Linked DNA regions of Mus musculus: regions 2 and 3 are each linked to region 1. Evidence: chromatin contacts called from public ChIA-PET and HiChIP or PLAC-seq data. All regions are on one chromosome and are shown on one strand. The core of a region is the stretch at or near the end of the contact, and the rest is flanking DNA. Distances in the headings are between cores, read along the strand shown.

The links. ChIA-PET counts read pairs in DNA pulled down with a chosen protein or histone mark. HiChIP or PLAC-seq counts read pairs in DNA pulled down with a chosen protein or histone mark.
Region 2: an RNA polymerase II ChIA-PET map of memory CD8 T cells shows a contact between it and region 1, with 273 read pairs. The contact joins the enhancer-like site here to the promoter of Trib2 in region 1. A contact is called at or near these places in 7 of 39 promoter capture datasets (the 3T3-L1 cell line, cancer-associated fibroblasts, cranial neural crest and 4 more), 1 of 15 datasets of contacts at CTCF or cohesin (CD8 T cells), 11 of 484 Hi-C or Micro-C datasets (CD4 T cells, the G1E-ER4 cell line, the N1E-115 cell line and 7 more), 14 of 115 datasets of contacts at active chromatin or transcription factors (CD4 single positive thymocytes, Th17 cells, double positive thymocytes and 10 more) and 2 of 9 other capture datasets (adipose tissue and embryonic stem cells).
Region 3: an H3K27ac HiChIP or PLAC-seq map of double positive thymocytes shows a contact between it and region 1, with 2.9 times the contacts expected there. The contact joins the enhancer-like site here to the promoter of Trib2 in region 1. A contact is called at or near these places in 9 of 39 promoter capture datasets (3T3-L1-derived adipocytes, embryonic stem cells, hematopoietic stem and progenitor cells and 5 more), 4 of 15 datasets of contacts at CTCF or cohesin (the NIH/3T3 cell line, large pre-B cells, pro-B cells and 1 more), 11 of 484 Hi-C or Micro-C datasets (CD4 T cells, CD8 T cells, MC3T3-E1-derived osteoblasts and 5 more), 20 of 115 datasets of contacts at active chromatin or transcription factors (the NIH/3T3 cell line, Th17 cells, a beta-TC-6 cell line and 16 more) and 3 of 9 other capture datasets (adipose tissue, embryonic stem cells and pancreatic islet).

Annotation. Positions count from the first base shown.
Region 1 is chr12:15,813,268-15,818,274 of GRCm38.p6, forward strand. It overlaps Trib2 (tribbles pseudokinase 2), which reads right to left and starts at 3,518. Exons shown (of 3, transcript NM_144551.5): 1 at 1,964-3,518. The coding sequence starts at 2,233. It overlaps Gm5432 (a long non-coding RNA gene), which reads left to right and starts at 3,670. Exons shown (of 3, transcript XR_001780551.2): 1 at 3,670-3,830.
Region 2 is chr12:15,980,539-15,984,834 of GRCm38.p6, forward strand. No RefSeq gene overlaps it. Among named protein-coding and RNA genes, the nearest start is that of Gm36235, 33 kb to the right of the region's middle. Within about 2 kb of position 1,418, at least 32 of the 459 cell types and tissues checked have an H3K27ac peak or open chromatin away from gene starts, as enhancers often do. A contact at or near this core is called in CD4 single positive thymocytes, CD8 T cells, Th1 cells and 6 more, where this site is marked.
Region 3 is chr12:16,048,432-16,052,769 of GRCm38.p6, forward strand. No RefSeq gene overlaps it. Among named protein-coding and RNA genes, the nearest start is that of Gm36235, 35 kb to the left of the region's middle. Within about 2 kb of position 1,275, at least 35 of the 459 cell types and tissues checked have an H3K27ac peak or open chromatin away from gene starts, as enhancers often do. A contact at or near this core is called in CD8 T cells, double positive thymocytes, regulatory T cells and 2 more, where this site is marked.

The DNA.
Region 1 (5,007 bases), core at 2,268-4,767:
CCCACATCACCTCAGGGGAAAAAGACAGGAGAACAGAAGCTGTGGAGTCGTAAAGGGATGACCTCTGTCAAACAAAACAATGATACCACACTTAAATCCGCTTGCAGCCGCACTGTAATTGGCGAGGACCTGATTCAATCTTTGAAATAACTAAACCAACAGATTAAGTACAGTTTGGGGCCAGGGAGCAAGTCGGCAAATGACACTGTAAGGTCAGCCTAGAGTGAAATATGTCTCGAAGGATCAGAAAGGAAAACGAACAGAGAGACCAGAGATAGCCCTAGTTTTAAACAAAGAAAGAATAGCAAGATGCTCTTGCAGAATTTGGCCACAGACAGTTCTTACGTAAAATCATCTCCAGCCTTTGGAAGAGAAATATATTAAAGTGCTGGACTGAGGGTGAGCAAAAGGAGGGGGAGGGGCTCTCTGCCGATGATGGTGCATATTTCATAGGAGAATGACAGCTCAGTGGAATTCATTCATTTCAAAGGATGACTGTCCTATTGTGCAGTGTGTGGGGCTCCAATCAGGCTCTGAGTTGCCTACTAAATTTAATGCTTTAGCTGGGCATAGTTGCTCTTGATTACAGTAACTTGGAGAAGATGCAAAAACCCCCAACACTTAGTACATGCAAACAGCAGCATTTAAAGAGTCTCTGGTTTCCTCTAAAAATCGGAAATAAATAATCTCAGAACTGCCTTCTGAGATCTTCACCCACCCGGTTTTTGCAAGGAAGCGCTCCAAGTCAGCACGAAAGAAGGTGATTTCACAAAGCAGCCAGTGATTAATTGAGGAAAAGTGTAATACAGTATTTGTAGCACAGCTGTGCACATTACCCATTTTAAAGGCAGCACAGTCGCACTTCCACCTCAATAAATAAATAAATAAATAAATAAATAAATAAATAAGAAGAACCTAAATTTAAGTGGTAATGTATTCTTGATCTACATCTGGGGAAGTCCTGTTCTCCACTGCAGTAGGAAACTGACTGTAGTCAAATACTTTGTTATTATCCTTCCTTGGTCCTCTTGTCTGGTACTCGGTTAGCACACACAAAGACACACTGACACATAGAGACACAAACCAGTTACTGTTCAGGGTCAAAGACAAAAAGGAAATTGAAGTGTCCTTCTTAGTACTAGCCCAGGGGGCTCTAAAGGGCAGTCTCTAAACAGGCAAAGGTGGCCTTGTGGGTGCAGGGGAGTAGCAATGGGGGTGTGCAGTCAGGGAGTCTGAAGACGCGAAGAAACCTAGACAAAAAGAACCAAAGGATTCGTTGTTCACCCAAAGGTGCGCAAGGGGCGAATTTCCACCCCAACCTTCCTTTCCAGGCTTCAAGCCGAAGAAAGAGCTTTAAAACTCCTCTTTTCCCCGGCTAGAGCCTTGGTCTCAGCCAGAGGGGACACTTTTTGTGTCTCTTTTAAAAGGCCACCTTTGGAACAAAGGTTTAACACCTGCAGGCTGCTAAGAACAATGGCTACAAAAGAAACCAGAGGAGCAGCGTTTGAAAACCAACCGGGGATTCCCTAGTCCTTGCAGCGAGGGGAGGGGAATCGACTCAGAGAGAGAAATGCCCAGGCAAGGGGAATCAGCCCGGTGCACCCGAGCTCTACGAGCCTCCTAAGGGGCACGCGTGTCCGTGCCCCAGTTCAGATTCGCCGCCCTCCCTTCCCGGATCTCCCCAAAACGCCCCCGCTGCAGCCCGCCTCATTGTCTGAAACGGTCTGAAAACTTCGCAACTAGTCGAACGTGGACAGACACACAAATAAACCCTCTTAACGAGGCCACGCATAATGATCCCGGGAGTCTTTCGCCCCTGGACTTGAGAGCTTTCCGACCTCCCGCACCGTCCCCGGCCCCTGGCAAAAGACCCAGGATGATTTTTTTTTAATTTTTTAAAAAAAAAATTTTAATTTTTTTTAAGCAAAAAAACAAAACGCAAAAGCAAAGCTGGGCTGGTTACCTTGCAAACCAGCTCCTCTCCGCTGTGCAGATGCACAGCGCGGAAAACGTGGTCTCCCTCCAGAGGCTCCAACAGTAAGTATTTCCCGATGCAAGAAACGCAATGCGACAAGTTCGGAGTCTCGGGCGGGCTCGGAGAGCCAAGGTTCGGGCTGAAACTCTGGCTGGGCTCAGCGGACCTTATAGACGACAGCTCTTCGAAATCCTGGGTTTTGTTCCGCGATCTCCCATATCTCGCTATTGTGATAGGGGTAGACCTGTGTATGTTCATGAGTGTGAGGATCGCACACGACAAAACAAACAAACAAACCAAAAAACCCCTCTGGAGAGATGGATGAGCCGCGCCGGTGCAGGCGCCTCGGTGCTACCGACTTAAAAGGATCAAGAAGGGAGGGGACCCGTCTGGGGCTCCGTGGAGGAAGAGTTAAGAACTAGCCCCCAGATGGGCGCTGCAGGGCTGGTCCCCGGCTGCGAGCCCCGCTCCCGGGGGTGCTCGCTCTGCGGACAACTCGGGTCCTTTTGTTACCCAGAAGCTGCCAGCGCGGTGCAGAACCGCACGCTGGACTCAGTGGGTCTCTGTTCGCAGCGTGGATCTGGACGAGTGAGCGTGCCTCTGGGGTGAGGAGCTGCAGCGCCGGGCTTCTGAGCGATCCCCAGCTGAGGATCCGCAGACCGGGCGGAGAAGCCCTGCGTGGAGTTTGTGCAGTCTTCAGGGAGCGCGCGGCGCCGGCTCGCCCTCCACGCGTTAGAAACCAAACAAAAAGAAAAAGGAAATAAGCTCGGGTCTACCGGCTCACGCCGCGCGGCAGCCAGAATCCGCGCTGCACCCCCCTCTTTTTGGTGGAAAGGGTGGGGGGCGTGTAAGGGGGGTGCTAGAGAGGGCAGTTACCTAAGTCTTAACTGTAGATGGCGTCTGAGGCTTTTCCAAAAAATCGCAGAGCTGTCTCTCTCAAGAAAAAAAAAAAAAGACAGAAAAAAAAAATTGCAAAGGCGCTTTTAACTTGGGGCGGTCAGCAGTGGCAACAAAAGATTGCAAAAGCTGAGTAGGGAGTGCGCGGAGTAGGGCAGGCACAGGTACCGCGACAAAGCCCAAGGCAGAGCCCGCGCGGTCAGCACTAGCTCTTGCTGTCGCTGCTCACGTCCCAGATCCTCCTCCGATGAAGCAAGAAGTGCGGGCGGTGACCTGGGGGGTACCAGCAGCAGGAGCTTTCCGGGGGTCCTGCAGGAGCTGCCAGCAGATGCTCCCCGGACTCCGTCAACCCGCGGCGTTCCTTTTCCGCTGCACAACTGGGTCTTGAGCCTTGAAACAATTTGCAAACCACTCTTGTCTCCCGATGCCTTGCGACCAAATTGCACGGCGGGGTTTGCTCTGCAGGAAAAATAAAAATCGACGGCTTGTCTTCTTTTCTTATTATTTTTTTTTTCTTGCCACCCAGAAGTAGGAGAGGACCGTGTATTTAAAAATTAAAGGGGATGGCCACGGCGCCCTAGGCCAATCCCGGCGCTCAAGCACGCCCGCATCCCCGGGCGAGGCGGTATTAATAGTTACTTACGTGGCCGGGGATCTCGGAGCGAGCCCGGCTGTGTGTGCGCGTATGTGTGCGCGCGCGCCTCGCTTGCTCGCGCTCGGTCTCCCCATTCAATGTCACCGACACATTTCCACAGAGCCCCCGCCCTCTTCGCCGGCCCCGCCCTACCCACGCCCCGGCCCCTGTCATTGAGCCCGGAGCCCATCAATCAGCGGCGCCGCTGCCAGTGCGCGCGCGGCTCCCCTGCGCCCGCCGGCGGCCAGGGCTGCTGCCGCCACTCCTGCAGTGCCCCCACTGGGGGCGCCAGCCTCGCCCCCGGATGGCTCGGCCAGGCGCGAGGTAAACAGTGCTTTATATCCTTCCGCAGTCCAAGGGCTCTGGGCTCCCCTGGCCTGCTGTTCGCGCTGCAGCGACAGGGATGCTGGACTGTGTATCTGCCACCGTCGCCACGCAACACCGGCAGGCTCAGGTCAACTTTGAGACTTAGATCCTCTTCCCCGGGATTTTCCGCAGAAAGCCTCGCATCTTCTGGGTACCGGGCACCCCTCTGCTGCTATGTTAACCTGAACAAGCAGTTCCCCGCGGGTTTTAAAAAAAATGAAGGATTCTTGCAGCCCACAGTCTCTAGAATTAGTTTTATTCTTTCTCTCCGGTTGCTTATCATTTCAACAGAAGTCCATTGTGAGCTTGTAGTTAGTGTCACCACCCCTCCCCCACTTACCAGTTATAGGATTGGGGATCCTTTCAGAGTCTTTTGACTTCAGGACAAGGTCTTTGGGGAGAGCTCAGGAACACACACCTTTGCACCCACACTTCCAGCAAAGGATGTTGGCTCCTAGCCAAGGAGTCAGGCTTCTCCAGCCCCGGCATCTCAGTATTTAGGCCAAGAACACATTCAATACCGGGTTCAACGGAAGGCTGCACTTTGACCCTTGCTTATTCTTAACTTCCTGGGAAGGTTCTGGACCATTGGCTTGAACAGACCTGGGGAAAGTTCAGACCACAGCTTAAGCCTCTTGACTTTACCTAATGCATCCTGGTAAGAGTAGCAATGTAGCAGGGGAAAACAGAAAGAGAAAGAAGCAACCAAGGTCTGGGGCAAGACTGCTGGGCTTACTCTTGAGTTTTTACCCGCATAAGGCACCTCTTTCTATGAGGGAGGTCACTCTGTAACAATATTCTGCACTACCACTTTTGAACAGAAATAGAGAACTAGTTATAATTATACTTAACCGGGACAATAGTGGCTCTAATGATCAGGAGTTCCCTGAGGGTTGTTTCAGAGTAGTGAATGGACCTTGCTTGTTCAGCTAGCCACCCTAGAGGACAGATCTTGAGAAGAAACTAAAATGCCCCATGTCTTCTCATAGATCTCCCATCCTTCTCCCCACTCATCTGCCTTAAACTCAGACTCTGATCCCTAAACTGTCCCTTAAGGGGACCACAGCTTGAGGAAGTCACCATGACTACAGAGTAGTGTGCCATGCAGTCTCTGCCCAGTTCAAGAACAGGTCCT
Region 2 (4,296 bases), core at 168-2,667, 170 kb after region 1:
GGCAGTATCTGTCAGAAAGGCTCAAGTCTAAATTTTCTTGTGGCTCTTCTATCTGCCTCTAATCTAGGATTTGGTTAGACTGACCTGAGACAGTATATTTCATTTCCTTCAGAACCAAGGGCCCATTTACACTCTGGCAAATCTTCTCCTCCACGATACACAGCAGATTCTGGCAGAAAAAGATGCCCTTTAGCGGCAGAGGGCAGGTGTTTAGATAGTTACCATGGCCAGGTGTCTGTTTCCTTCCCACTTGCTTAGATGTCACTGCCTTTTGAAAAACACATTTCTGTTTATTTAATTGAAAATATTCTACACATGCAAGCTAACAAGCATGATAGCAACCAGCATTCACAGCTGTTCCCCCCTCCCCCACTTTATTTTAATTGAAGTGGACGCTGCTCATAATTATCAAGTCCATTCTGAATTCTTGAAGGTCATAGGCAGAAAAAAAAACTCTTGGTGTCAGTAAATATTCACTCAGCTGTTTGTGGATGTTGGTGAGTGTGAGTAACTGCGAGAAATGGGGAAGGGGTGAGATTATTGATGATCTTTTCATGATCCTGGTTAACGTTAAAGGGGAGTTAGGATCGGCAGAGCTGTTCTAGTTTGTAAGCTGTTAGGTGCTGGAGCTGGCTGCAGTGACCTCAGAAATCATCTTCCCGTTCACTCTGACAGACAATGTTTCCCTGAGCTGCTGACTTCTCACTGCTATAGAAGGGGTGGGCTGCTTACAAGGGAAGCTAGGAAAAGGAGAGTGTAGAATAGATCACAGCTCTAGTCGTGTAGACCCAGTTTAGTTCACAAGTCACTGAAGCACTGAAGGCATATTTTTATCCCCAGAGCCCCACACTGCCACTAAACAGAGTTCGGGTAAACCAAATTGGCATCCTGGACTAAAGGGTCAGAGTTTCGCAGTCTGAAAGCCAGAAAGTAGCAGCTGATGAGGGCTTCACAGAGGGCCTGGGGACAGTCAGGCTTTCAGTCCATCTGTCTGTCCTTCCCTCACCCCCCCCCACTCCCACTTCCCTTCCATTTTAGCTCTCCATATGCTTATTTGTGACACCTGGATAAGCATTTAATACACATGTGTTTCTCTAACTCAATATTTAATGAGAATCACACAGACTTTTCAAAAGCTTTAGAAGAGATCAAAGGACCAAAGCAAACATCCCTGGGCAGGGGCTGGGGGTGGTCAGTCCTTGGGGAGAGCTCACATCCAGACGTAGAAGGCTTCCTTGCCTGTTAATGGCCCAGGAAATGTCTTCCATGCAAGAAAGAACAACTATCCCTTCTGCTGATATATAGGACAGCATGCCAATTTAAACTCAGATTTTAAAAATGTTTCCTTTTACACTGGCAACCCCCCACTTCCTGCAGCAATCTTTCTCACTCTGTGCCCTCAGCCAGCTTGTTTCCATTCCATAACACTCAGCTCAAACCTCACCTCAGGGGAAGCTCATCACTCACAGCAAGTGGTTCTTCCAGAACTTTCCTCTAGCTCTTGGAGGGAGAATTGTAAGAGACTCTGCCTTATTGATTTCCCCATCCAGTTCAGTACCTGTAAAGAGTTCTCCCCAGAGATTATCAACTGATTAAATCAGGGGGTGAATGAATAATTGAGAAGTTATTCTCTGCATTTGAATTTCTGGTAGATGGAGCAACTCCAAGCCTGTCTCACCTAACTCATTCACATTTCCCAGTAAGATGATCATAAGAGGCCTGATTTCTAGAATTTTCAAATTCTCCTGAGCTTTGGGGTCAGAGCCATGGAGTAATCTGAAATAATAGACCTAATATCACACGCCCAGTTGCTTAACGGAATTATGGTATGAAAAAACTTCTTCCGGGTTCTCAGGACGTGGACCAGTGGGCGTGACTTTTCCAAGGATCTATGAACAACTGTCTGGTTCCACAGTCAGGGCACAGAAAGCAGACCAAGGAACAATTACACCTAATTACAGCTTGGTGGACCAATGAGGCTGCTGAACTTACAGATATACAGATGTTTCCAAGACAGTTGTCACTGAAAAGCCCCACCCAGCACAGGCTATGTCCCCAGAGCTCTGGCTGCCCTTGACATTCCTGCTTGAGGCTCTGAGTGTTAAGATTTCAGCTGTGTCCCACTGCACTCAGCTTAATTTTCTTATAATTTCTGGTATCCATTTTTAATACTTTTCTTCGTTTGTTCTTGCAGAAATATCTCTCTCTTCCCCCTGCCCTCTGTCTGTGTGTGTGTGTGTATGTGAGTGTGGTGTATGTGTGTCTGTATGTGTATCTATATGTGTGTGTGTGGTATACGATATGTGTGTGTATGTGTCTGTATATACGTATGTATTGTGGTATATTTGCATGTGTGTGTATGTATAAGTGTGGTGTATGTGTGTGTATGTGTGGTGTATGTGTGTGTATGTGTACCTGATTATATAATCATTTGATATACATTTTTATATTCATTCCCCAAATCCTCAAACCAAGTATAGTTGCAGCTGTATTCGCTAAAATATATTTGTTTTTAAATTTTATGTATATGAGTAATTTGCCTGAAAATATGTGCACCACATGTATGTGTGTACCTACAGAGATCAGAAAAGGGAATCAGAGCCCCTGAAACTGGAGTTATGGATGGCTTTGAAACACTATGTCAGTGCTGGGAACTAACCCCAGGTCCTCTGCAAGAGCAACATCTATTCTGAATTGCTGGGTCATCTCTCCAGCCCCTAACAATTGTATTCTTTAGTTTTCATGTAGCCCCACAATCTAATCCTCTATCTCTGTTTTCAGGTCTAGCCTCTGACTCTTAAGAAGTGCAAGTTCTCATTAAGTGCTTCTATACCAATGCATGCCCTCAGCCAATCTGAGACATGACCTGCAAACATTTCCAGGAGAGCTTGTGAAACCTCTGCCCAGGTGCTTCCTGCTGGGTGGACTCTGGTGGATCTGTGGCTTTCAATCTACACACAGCCAAGTTCTATGGAACTTCTTTGCATGGAAAGGTAACACACCCAGGATGATGTCCAAGGCCAAGGTCCCTGAGAGTGTGGATATATGGATGCTGTTTCTGCCAGTGAGAGATTGCCGTGCTCTTCGTCTTGTTTAGAACGTCGGTCGAATGGAACCCTCAGGTGCCTTCCTTCTCTTTCTTCCCTGTACTCTTTCCTGTCCCTGTCCTCTGAGACTTGAGCACATTTCCCAGAGCTGGCATCTCTGCAAGTCATCACTATGATGATCATTTTCTCAACTTAGCAACACATCAGCTGTGACAGCGTTCACTCTGTTGGCCTTTCAATGACATGGTTGAGCAAGTCCTTCTCTGAGCTAACATTTCACACAGCCGAGGTTTTATCTACCAGGGAAGCTAATAGGAAGAAACGGTGGAAATTCATCTCTAGGTACTTGTGTCAGGTTCCTGCCCAGGGATAGCCCCAAATGGATGACACACACACACACACACACACACACACACACACACCGGTCTAATCAAATACTTGACCCCAGGAATGAGCTTTCAAAAGACAGCAGGTCAAACAAGTGTCTCCCTGGGGGAGATATTTCCATGGAGTTCCCCGTGAAAAACAAGCTAGCTGCTCATGTTCCCTGTGTAGCTATCTTAAGTTCTTCTGAGAAGCCAAAGGGCCACAGTCCCAGTGTCCCAAGTCCATGGTATTTCGTTACTGTTAATAGGGCTCCATTCAGACTACTGTGCTGAGGACTGGCCTTCAGGCTTGTGGGTTTTGTTTTTGAACTCCAGGCTGGGGTTTGGAACAAGGTTAAACACCTGAAACAACAGAATTTGCCTAATCTAGAGCGATCTATTCCCTCACCAGAGATCACTCTCTGTGTTATTTTTATTTTTAAAGGGAGTTAACATTTAACACAAGCGTTAGCATGTTCCCACCACTCTGAATGGGTCTGTTTGTTTCCACTTGATTCTCTGTTACACTGTTGAACCTTGCCTTCCTCTGGGTTCAGGGAAATTTTGAGTATTAATGAGGATCAAAGACCCTGAAGTTTGAAAATGTTTTTCAACCATGTACCTCAGTAAACAGTTTCTTAAAACATTTAGCAATTCGGCAAGCCTGATTAAGAGGTGAACAGAAGTGCTACAATTGGTATGATGGTGATTTTTAAATTCCTATATGAAGCAAGGAATGACCAGTTGTGCGCTTTGTATTAAGCACCTTGGGGAAATGTCCAGGGATGAGTGCTTCTCACATTGGTCAGCAGCAGCAGGACCTGAGATTCTGACAGATGCAGATTTCTGGGTCCTACCTGGAATCTGTTGAACTGAAAATTTAC
Region 3 (4,338 bases), core at 25-2,524, 230 kb after region 1:
TATAGTTTTGAAATGTTATCTTCACATCATATACTATTTTGATATATTTATAATATAGTATATTATTATATAATATATAATTATATTATAATGTGTTTATAATATATTATATTAGTCAAGAAGTGGGAGTGGGTGGGTAGGGGAGCAGGGAGGGGGGAGGGCATAGGGGATTTTCAGGATAGCATTTGAAATGTAAATGAAGAAAATATCTAATAAAAATTGGAAAAATAATATGCATACTATATTCAAATTGTATATACATTATAGTATACATTAATATAACAAGTTAAGATACAAAAAGCTAACTCATTTTTAAAAAGACAGATTTTATCTTTTGTTATGTGGATGGGTGTCTGTGTGCACATGAGTGCATGTGTCAGCGGAAGCTAGAAGAAGGTATCAGACTCCCTGGAGCTGGAGTTAAAGGCAATTATAAGTCACTAAGTGTAGATGTTGGGAACCGAATCTGGGCCTCTGCAAGAGCAGTGGCTGTTCTTAAGCCCTGAGCCATTTCCCCAACCCCTTACTGTTTTTTAAACTTTTTTTTTAAAGTAAGGGCTGCCTTACTTTTTAATTGTATTCATCAACCTATCTTCCTTTCTTCTCCAAAGAATCCTCCCTCCCTTCAGTAGTTCTCCCTTCCTTCTTTCTAAGATAGTCTCTCTGTCTCTGTGAATGTGGGTATCTCTGTCTGTCTCTCTATCTCTGTCTACATATCTCTTTCTGTCTCGGTCTCTGTCTTTCTCTCTGTGTATTTGTTCTTCTATCTGTCTGTCTCTTTTGTCTCTGTCTCTCTGTCTGTTTGTCTTTGTCTCTCTCTGTCTCTTTATCTTTGCCTCTGTTTTTCTCTGTCTCTGTCTCTGTCTCTGTCTCTCTCTCTCTCTCTCTGTGTGTGTGTGTGTGTGTGTGTGTGAGAGAGAGAGAGAGGGAGAGAGAGAGAGAGAGAGAGAGAGAGAGAGAGAGAGAGAGAGAGAGAGATGGGGGCTAGAACCCAAGGCCTCACACATACCATGTAAGCACTTTATTACTGAGCTACACTCCCAGTCCCATATACCTTATTACAAGTGCTATCTCAGTAGCTTTCTAACAGTCCATGCCTTGTGAACGCCACATGACAGGGATGGTATTTCAAGACATGTATAATCATAATATAATACCAAAAATAATCTATGATCTCTCTTCCTGACATGCTCTGAGTGACTGCTAACACTGCTGATCTGGAAGGTTCAGTGAACCTGAAACAGCAGGAAATGACAGATGTCAGTTGGTACAGGTGACACAGGTGGAAAAAGAAATACTGCCTGCCCACATTCACAGGCTCCGCCTGTCACTCCATTGAGAATCTGTAGAGCTTGATCAGGAACTGTCATGCAGGAAGAACCAACCATGATGTACAAATAGAGAGAAGCATGCAGGTGCATGGCAGACTTGAAAGGAAGAGAGAGAGAGAGAGAGCAGTGCGACCCACACTCAGAGTGCAAACAAGAACAAAACTGGCGGCAGCTGCGGAAGCCATGCGACTGAATGCTCTGACCTTGCCTTTCAGTTTTTTGACCTGGAAAACCAGAGAGCAACAATATCAGATCCGGGTTCTGAAACTTCAGGTTCATACTAAGAAGATACTTCATATGGTTCTTTAGTTCTTCTTCTTTTCTATGAAACACATTATATGAGAGCACAGAGCAGTAAAGAGAGTTTTCACTTTAAGCCTCTCAAATGTGCCCCCTGTCTACCAGCAGTAGGGATATCACAAGGATAAAAACAAGAGAACATTCTGAAAGGGTCCATTTTTACATAAAATCCATTTAGTTAGAACTCACTTCTAGCCCTTAAGCTAATGTAAATCTACCAACAGTCAATTTTCATGGAATTTTTAGATTTGACTTCTCCCAGTCTTACCCACCAGGGTATATGGGTCCCCTCAGCCTCATGTCCATTCCATAGCTGAGAGCTGTTATTTTTCCATTCACTGTTTCACTGGCATTGCGTTCTTTTCATCTCCCTCACAGTCGGGAACCTGGACCTCAGATACTTGTTCAGTAACACACGATCATCAAAGAATAGACAGAGGCACTGCTTCTCTTTCCACTAGGCAAAAGATCTCCCGATCTCCTTAGTCCAGTCACTGACCAGGAAATAAGATGGAGATATTGCTGTATCTTGTTACAAAGAAGCCATCTTTGTCCATTGATCTTGAAGCCCCAGAGAAATATTAAATGAACAAAGATGGTAACATTGGAAGAAGTCATTGAAAACTCTTTAATGAACCAGCTACATCAAATAAGATGTTTCTTATCAGATACTTTCTCTAGTGTAATTTGTCCACAATCCCAGAGAAATTCATTTGTTCATAGATGTTGTTCTCTTGGAAATAGTCTGTGCATTCTCCCAACTCAGATGAATTTGTGTACGTGTATCTGTGCATGTGTTTGTGTGTGAAAAGCATGTGATAGGCGTGCATCGTGTTTGTATGTACATGTGTGTTTATGTGTGTACATATTCGTATACATGTGTAATGTGTGTACATGTGTGCATGTGTATATAAATGTATGTATGTATATGTATGCATATATATGTGTGTTTGTACATGTGTATATTATGTGTGTGCACTTGTGTAAGTGTATATGTATCTGTGTACATATGTGTGTGTTTGTGTTGTGTGTGTTATATGAAGAAGTGTGTTTACATGTGCATTTGGGTAAGGGATATTCTCGACTAAGCAACAATTGCACTATTTGTTGGTTCTACCCAGTCTTTCCTGGATGGAGAAGTTAGAATTGATCATTCTCTCTCTGTTGCTTCCACAATAACAAATGTTTGAATCTCACTTAGAGGTACTCAAAGCTGGAAGAAACCCTTGTGTGTGTATTCTCACTGTCTTGCCTGGTGAGACAAGCAAAGTAAAAGTATATGAATAATTTTCATGTAAATTCCAATCCAGCTTAGTCATTTCAAAATGTCACCATCTAACTAGTCACATTACTACCAAATATAAATCCAATTCAAATCACAGTACAGGAGAGGACCTTCCTGGTGTGTGCTTTGTAGTGTACAGAGAAGTTTTTTAATTCCTTATATTCAGGTGGCAGTTAAGAGTATGCCACTTCCCTCTACTCAGTCTTTTCATCATGATGAGTGTTTGTGGATGGGTGTGACCTGAGACAGAGGTAGCCTGTGGGTTCCAGGTACAAGATGCTTCCAATCAGTCCCTGATTCTTCTTTGCCAGCGGGTGAGTACCTGGCTTGTTGTCAAAGCACTGTTTCTGCACTGGAGATGATGGAGGAAGCACTGGATAGAGATGTAACAGGCAGTTACTGGTCCGCATCCTTTGTGCCTGGGCCTCCATGGGGTCTCCTCCTTCACATTTATATGTCTGCTACAGGGCTTCCTGAGATAGAATCAGGCCCAGATGCTTCACTCTGCTCAGCCAGAACAGTCTTTGTGGGCAAAGACACAGAGATTATAAAGGTCCTTCCTTATCTTTGTGCTAGATGAGCACTCTCCCCTGATAGCCTATAGATAGATCCTATGGAGAACAGTTAGTGATACATAATGTCTTGGTCTCTAAAGTCTGTCTAAGGAGACACATGCAGGGGAGAATCTTCTGTTTCTGTTGGTGACTACAGTGGTGAAAGCAAGCATCAGAGATCAGGCATGTCAGTCATGGGCCAGACCAAAGAGTCTGGTAGAAGACACCCTGCAAAACCTCTATCTGAGTTAAGCATTGAAAGTTGAGAGAGGAAAAAAAAAGAATATGTCCTTGGGAGGCAGAGGCAGGTGGATTTGTGAGTTCTAGGCCAGCCTGGTCTACAAAGTGAGTTCCAGGACAGCCAGGGCTACACAGAGATACCCTGTCTTGAAAGACAAAAACAAACAAACAAACAAACAAACAAACAAACAAAAAAGAATGTGTCCTGATGAAAAAGTAAAACGGAGGTGAGATGGGGGAAGGCTGACAGAGTTAATACTCAGGACAGAGCATAGGAAAGGCAGCTGTATAATGTGTGTCAGTGGAGGGCCAGCCTTCCCTGACCATCATAAGAAACACCTCATCAACAGCAAATGTTCATGCTTCTGTCACAGTTGAGAGCAACTGTTTTCAGTCTGTGCTGGCCGCAGCAGTCTCACTTGGTTCCATGTGTCTTCCTCATTCTGGGATTAGGACCAAAGCAGGGTCCACATCTGGAACACATTATAGTCACAGTAGAAGTAGAAGAGGCAAGTTAGGAGAGTGCCGTGGTTCTTAAAGCCTTTGATCCCATACAAAGCCAATCATATTTAACCTTCTCCCAATTGATTAGTCATCTCATGTCACCCAACCATGCCTAATATTAAGA